Regions from separate parts of the Mus musculus genome. Here region 1 is linked to region 2. Evidence: chromatin contacts called from public HiChIP or PLAC-seq data. All regions are on one chromosome and are shown on one strand. The core of a region is the stretch at or near the end of the contact, and the rest is flanking DNA. Distances in the headings are between cores, read along the strand shown. Region 1 overlaps Gm35019 (a long non-coding RNA gene). Region 2 has its middle 16 kb from the start of Gm41304.

Evidence for each region. HiChIP or PLAC-seq counts read pairs in DNA pulled down with a chosen protein or histone mark.
Region 1: a contact with region 2 is called in a BATF HiChIP or PLAC-seq map of CD8 T cells, with 7 read pairs. The contact joins two enhancer-like sites. A contact is called at or near these places in 5 of 484 Hi-C or Micro-C datasets (cerebellar granule neurons, cerebellum, embryonic stem cells and 1 more) and 4 of 115 datasets of contacts at active chromatin or transcription factors (CD8 T cells, embryonic stem cells and neural progenitor cells).

The regions. Positions count from the first base shown.
Region 1 is chr15:37,898,097-37,901,718 of GRCm38.p6, reverse strand. Gm35019 (a long non-coding RNA gene) reads left to right here. Exons shown (of 7, transcript XR_383951.4): 2 at 1,803-2,086; 3 at 2,521-2,532. Among named protein-coding and RNA genes, the nearest start is that of Gm35019, 8.1 kb to the left of the region's middle. Within about 2 kb of position 1,643, at least 10 of the 459 cell types and tissues checked have an H3K27ac peak or open chromatin away from gene starts, as enhancers often do. A contact at or near this core is called in CD8 T cells, where this site is marked.
Region 2 is chr15:37,655,578-37,658,820 of GRCm38.p6, reverse strand. It overlaps a transcript of Ncald not described here. Among named protein-coding and RNA genes, the nearest start is that of Gm41304, 16 kb to the right of the region's middle. Within about 2 kb of position 1,875, at least 8 of the 459 cell types and tissues checked have an H3K27ac peak or open chromatin away from gene starts, as enhancers often do. A contact at or near this core is called in CD8 T cells, where this site is marked.

The sequences.
Region 1 (3,622 bases), core at 394-2,893, 240 kb before region 2:
AGGCTTAAGGGCCATTTCCTGTCTCTCACTGGACCTACATCCCTGCTCTGATCTAGGCCAGTTGGAGCACACAGAAGGTTAAGAAATCACCCCTCCCTAACAGAGTGTTCATGAAAGCAAGGGGGAAAGTCTATGGCAGGAACGGCAGGCAGTCCTCTCTCCTTACCAGAGAGGTCTCTAATTTGTACAGCTGTGTGCAGTTGTCTCAACATGTAACCACCTGTATCAGTTTTTGCCATTGTAGGAACATGTTGAAACAGGAAAAAAGGAGATAAGTTGAAACCACTCTAAAACATAGCTGTTTGCTTCATAAAGTTCTTGGGAGAGTCCATAACTCAAGGACTAGAAAAGGCCGTGGTACTGGCCAGGTCTTTACATAATGATTGGGGACCAACTTTCAAATGTCATTGGGTGACAAATGTGAACTCATATTTTGATTGCTATTCAATTTGTGCTAATACATAAAGAGAAAGAAGCAGGTCTGAAAAGCTGGCTGGAATGAGTTGATGGACTCACCTGATTGGTCAAAACAGTTATTTGTGCTGGAAGAGAGTAACGGGGTGGGGGAAAGGGAGGGAAGGGGAAAGAAGCATTATGTAGTATTTCTTTAGTTGTGAATAGTTGTAGTTTCTATTAGTCTCAGAGAGAAGAATTCAACTTTAAAACTCTGGTTCTGAGCAGCCAGGGGAGAAAGCAATTAGAGGGAAACAGGAAATTATAACAAACTGTTCAGTGGCGGGAGACAGAGTGAACAATGCAGTCCTTAAAGGGTTTTTTCCTGTCAGGATAAACAGCTCTTTCTTGTGTTTGGTTATACTTTAACCATGATACAAAGGGAGACAGAGAACTGGTAATCTGATACCAAAATTAATTTCTGGAGTGATAAGGATGGAATTTAGGTTGTGGAAGGAACCACATTTAAAATTCTCCAGTGTGTATTTTAAGGTAAGGTGAGAGAGTGGTTTAGGGAAGAGGTCGTTGGATATGGATTCTGAAAGTCATGCACACAGACTCTGATGCAGTAGGAAGTGAGAATGTGTGTACAGAGAACAGCTTGTGTATTTTATGGACGAATCACCTGTCAATTAAGAAAACCTACGGCCTATAGAAAAGGGTAGACTAGAAGGTGGGACAACTGGTAGGCAGAGAGGATTCTGGGAAAGAGCCAGGTGTGGGAAGAGTTGCTGGGGAAGATGTGAGGAGGACAGATGAATGATACCTGAGCAGAGGTGACCAGCCACATGGCAGAATATAGGCTAATATAAGTGGGTTATCAGAGAAGAGCCTAGCTATATGGCCTAGATATCTGTAAATATATTTTGAGTCTGAGTGGTTATTATGGGAGCTTGGAACCAGGAGGAAAAACAAACACTTTAATAGATGACACCCAATGTGGGGCATGTTATCCAGGTTTAGAGCCTGAGAAGCCATTGGGAAGGATGGTTTAGCATACTGCTCTGTGATGGTGGGCAGGCTGCTCCGTTTGGTGTGGTTGGCCACAGAAGCCAGTGAACAGTGGAGGCAAAAAAACATGAAGAGGCTGAGTATGGAAATACAGGCCTCTTATCCCTCCAAGGTGCACCATGGCCATCTTCTAGGGAGAGCAGAGGCCTGTATGAGGCAGTAGAGTGAGGAACCAGAGCCTCAAGGCACAGCCCCACAGGAAACACTTCTCATGTTGCATGCTGCTCTGGGGAGCCAGTGCTCTGCTGGGTGGAAGGTATGACTCATGCTGAGGCTTATGGGAAATTCAGCACCCCAGTCCAGGCCCACTGAGCCCCCATCCTGATGCTTGATGACAGGTGGCAGCCCAGCCAAATGTGGCAGGGCAAGTGGGCACCAAGAATACCCATGGGTGCCCTTGGGTGAAGGCCTGAACCCTCACAGAAGCACAGCAGGTGGGAGTGGCCTGTCTAGAACTGGCAGGAGGCAAAGCCAATGGGACAACCTTCTGAACTGAGCTGAGAGGGTGGAGCTGGCCACTACAGATACATGCTAGTCCGAGGAGCCTGGAAATGTGCAGAAGGACAGAGGAGCACTTACCCTGAGCTGCAATAGGATTGAAAAGCCACAGACATCTGAGCAGGTAAGGTATTGAGTTTAGAAAACTATAAAAGAGAAGGGAAACTGAATTAAAAAAGAAAGAAAGAAAGAAAGAAAAACTATTTGGTTTAAAGATAAGAGGGTGAAGTCCTTAAGAAAAATTTTAGAGAATAAAAAAAAAAGAAATATATTTTCTATGTCAAGAAAATGGAAACACAGGGACTTCCGGGGTTGGTCAGAGGAAGAGAGGAAGCAGGAGAAGGGTTTTTTGACAGAGACAGGGAAAGGACAAGATCTGGCTACTAGTGTCTCCCAGTTTAGATAGTGAATCTGCCAGGATTTGCCACAGGAGGATTTACATTTAATAAAGCTTACAAGATTAGAATTCTCGTTGTTGTAGTCAGTGATTGAGTTACCATTGTTTCTGAACTAACTTTGTGTTGTTTTCCTTCATGTGGTGGCTCGGCGGTGTTCCAGAGAGAGAGAAAGGTATGGCAGCAAAGCATGGGTTTGCCTGATGTGTCCCCCAAAAGGATGTAGGAGTTTTGAAGCACGGGGCTGGTGTGGTAGTGACCTGCCAGTGGGAACTTATCTGGGTGGAGAGATTTTGGAGCTCTGAGTCAGAGAGACTTGCCCACCAGTGCTTGACTGGCCATAGCATGGCAAGGTTCCTTTTTATTGCTTCCCACAACATGTGGTAAACCAACGTGTTAGGCAAGAATCCACTAGAAATTTAAGATTATTAGCCTGAGAGTTAGAGTTTTATTTTCTAAGTGAGAGAAAGGTGGTGCTGGGATGATGAGTCATGTGTACTTAAGCGAGGGAGCCTTGAAACAAACAAAAAAAAAAAAAAAAAAGAGGGCTCTGAGGTCCCCTGCTGTGGAAAGAGACAAGATGGCTGCTCTGAGTCAGAGAGCTGGAGAATGGAAGCTGCCTTTATCTTGGGGCAGATATTGATTTAACTGTGAATTTATAACATTGGGATTATTTGCTTTTAGGATAGATTTATATACAGATTTTGTTTAAATCATGTGGGGAATTTCACCTGTGGTTCAGAGCTAGGATAGGGAAAATTAGTCACTGACTCCAAGTAGAGAGAGCAGTGATAACTGCCTGCTATGAACAGATATTAATTATTAAAAGTCTGTGACTACAGGTAGAGAGTTCAACAGATAGGTATTATAACAGGTATTAATAAAATAAATGTCTGTGGCTCCAGGTAGAGAGCCCAAGCAATAGATGTTATAACAAGATGGCTGCTCTAGGTGGAGAGCTTAACAAGTAAAAACTACCTGCTTCCTATAGGCAGATATTAATGAAAGTTTGAATTAATTGCTTTAAAGATGGTATAAAGATAAATTGCTCTAACAAGTGTTATAGGATACTCATATTCTGTCTAAAATGGGCTCTACGGGAATTTTGAATTTAAATCCTGGTTTGAATAGCTGCCTGCTTATAATCAAGTATAGACAGAAGTGTGAATCAATTATTTTAAAGATGGCATAGAAAGGTCTTCAAGATACCTAACTCATATTCTCTAACGTGGGCTCCATGGGAACGTTGGGTTATTATCTTGCAT
Region 2 (3,243 bases), core at 626-3,125:
TTTTCTCCTTTAAAAAATAATTCACTGACTCTAATTTGGGCAGCCCATATATTCCTGGGTGTAGGGCCATCCACTGGAGCATTGTTGACCTACCAGAAGCCACCCCTTCGAAGAAAACTGACATCCGTTTCCCTAGAAGCCATCAATTGTGCGTGGCTGTCACTTAAGGCTTACTTTATTTTGTGTAGGCGAGCATAGCTGCTGAAGCCATTAGTGTAGTTGTCCTATCATATGCAGTGATCCTGTCATGTGCAGATGAGTACAGTGGTCCTGTCATGTGAAGAAGACAGCTCCCCTCTAGTCCTCCCCAACTGCTGACTCATACAGTCATTTCATCCCCCTGTTCCAAGGAATCTCCTGACTCTTGGGAAGAGGGGGGCATGCTGTCCCATGTGCCCAAGCCCTCCTCTGATGCTCACTCTTCACGTGGACCAGCTCTGAGTTTCTGAACTAACCACAATTCACTGAACTATGAAATTTCTCTGATGGGGACTAAGCTGCATTAATAAAGATATAAACTTGAGGGCAGTTTATACTCTGCCTGTTTGGCAGAAGAATAGACACAGGTTAACTCCTGACCTGTGATCTCCCTAATCATGGGCTCTTGGCCAGATTTACAATGCCAAACCTGTGCTTCCTTTTGTGAAATATAGCCCATGATTTTACTTGTTTGTTTGTTTATGTGTGGGAGATGGAGAGGGTATGGACATGCTACAGTGAGTGTGTGGAGTAGGACAACTTTTAGTAGGTCCTTTTTATCCTTCCATCACGTGGGTCCCTGGGATCACAATGAGGTCATCAGGCTTGGTGGCAAGTGTCCCAACCTGCTGTGCCATCTTGCTGGCCCTAGCCTCTAATAGGAGCAATGACTGTTTTTAATTTTCTGTGTCCTTGAAACTGAATATGAGGAGTTCCACAGTTAGCTTTGTTATCCTGGGTTTTTACAAGGTAGCATACATACATCATAACATTTCTTCACATTGTAAAACTAGTTTGTTAAAGTCATATCATTCTGTTAAATCAGCGTGCTATGATTTGGTTGCGTGTTTCTACTTTTTTAGCTGTTAGGCATCATGCGTCTATGAGCATCTTGCTTGCACCAAGTTTCCTGTGTTGCTTTTAGATGACTGTGTGCTACGCTTAGAAGGAAAGACAGTTCCATGGCTCTGGATACCTAGTACCACAGGACTTTTCAAAGGGCTGCCATGGATACATCTCAGGAACATTTAGCTCCCTTTGAATGCTGTGTGCCCTGTTCAATGAAATGATATTTACCATTGTGTGATCATATGTTATTATTATAAGTCTGAAACCATGTCCTCAAAATTACATTCTTGCCATACTGCCCACTGAAGAGCTGGGTTCCCATCAAGGTCTCAGTATAGCAATCACCACGTACAACAAATACCCAAGCCAATGAGAAACACCAATGTCAGTTATGTTTAGCAAAGAACACGTCACAAAAGTCCTCCAGAGGCACTCTTTCCTTCCCAGTCCAACCATGTGGAGTCTGCCCCACAGGTATGCTATCTCGGTTCTGATTGGCCTTCCCACTGCTTTCTGTTGCTCTTACTGTCTAGCTCAGTTATTGAGTTGTCTTCCTAGAAGCCTTACCCATGCCAGCCCACTCTAAGACATGACTCTCCTGGATGCCTAGAATCTTCTTTAGGAAGGAGTCTAAGTATCTTCAGAGAGAGTTTGCTCATACTCATATTTCACACAGTAAGAAAAACTTGTGGTGTTTTGAGTGGAAGCCCCCCATAAGTCTCAGGCATCTGAGTTCTTGGTTCCTGCTTGGTAGCCTTGCCTGCGGTGGCTTAGGAGGCGTGGCTTTGCTGGAGGAAGTATGTCACTGGAGAGGAGGTGTTACGGTTTCAAAAGCCAAGTGGCTGTGTCCAGTGCACTCTCTGATTCATGTTTGTGGTTTGAGATGTGAGCTCCTAGCCCTTACTTCCACCATGTCTGCTGCCATACTCCCTTGCCAAGGTGGACTCTTATTGCTGTAGAATCCTAAACCCCAAATGAACCTTTCCTTCTATCCCTTGCCTTGGCCATGGTGTTTTATACAGCAGTGGAGATGGAACTAATACAAATGTCAATGCTGAGCTGATGAACAAGTGTCTGGCTTCCTCTGGAGGAGAGGAGGGGGTTTCCATGGTCACACAGTGACACATTTGTCTCTGACACAGTTAACAATGACAATAGTAACATCAGCACTTTCAGTATGATTTCTACAGGCCAGACAATGTTCCCTGATCTTTACAGCTTCTGTCACCCAGTGCTCACAGCTATGACTTAACTCACGTCATCATGTCTTTGCTTTCCATGGAGAAACTGACCATGAAATATCTCAAGGATCTTTCTTAATGTCAATACAGTATGGGACAGAGACTCAGCCTGTCTGGTTCTAATGCCTAGGCTTTAAACTATTGGACCCACAGCTGTGGTTTGTATGTACAGTTGGCTCTCAGCGTTCAGAGGAATTACATCTCGGACCTCCTTCACTATCAAAATCCTCAAATGCAGAGGCCTCTCATAGAGCATGGTGTAGTATTTACCTATGGCTACATATATCCTTCTGCATATCCTCTCTGGGTTGCTTAGAACACCCAATGCATTGTGAATGATTGTTCTATTATACCATCTTGGGAATGATAACAAGGGAGAAAGTCTCCGCATGGTCAGTAGAGATGCAGTTCGAGGAGGAGCAGACTCTTGTCCGTCAGCTCAGCAGTGGCGTTTGTGTTAGTTCCTTCTCTATCTTTTTCAGGCTATGGTTTGCTGAACAGGTATAGACGCTACACACATGGAACACTCATTGTTTAGAACCCTCCCCATCCACATGGGTATACACGTGTTACATACACATTACATATATGTAATCATTTCATATTTCCCTTCTTTTTGTTAAAATAGAATTTGAAAATCATAGAAATTACCCATTTCTTATGGGTTTCTTTTAAAAATACTGCTTAGGATTTTTTTTTGATGCTATCTATGCTGTCTGCCTGTGAGATCCTGTTGCTCTGGGCCTCCATATTGCTTTCTCTGCTTCTTCTTATGAAAGGGATGCTTTGCAGGCAGCAGAAGAACACCTTGGAGACTAGCTGTCCACTCAGTGTAAGGGTCTGAGGTGGCTGACAGGGGCCCAGTGTCTTAAAGGAAATGGCTGGTGACTTAAGTTGATTTTTCAAAAGCAATTTCTTGAGTAAATGTGTGAATCCTGCCTAGGTTCTTAGTTCC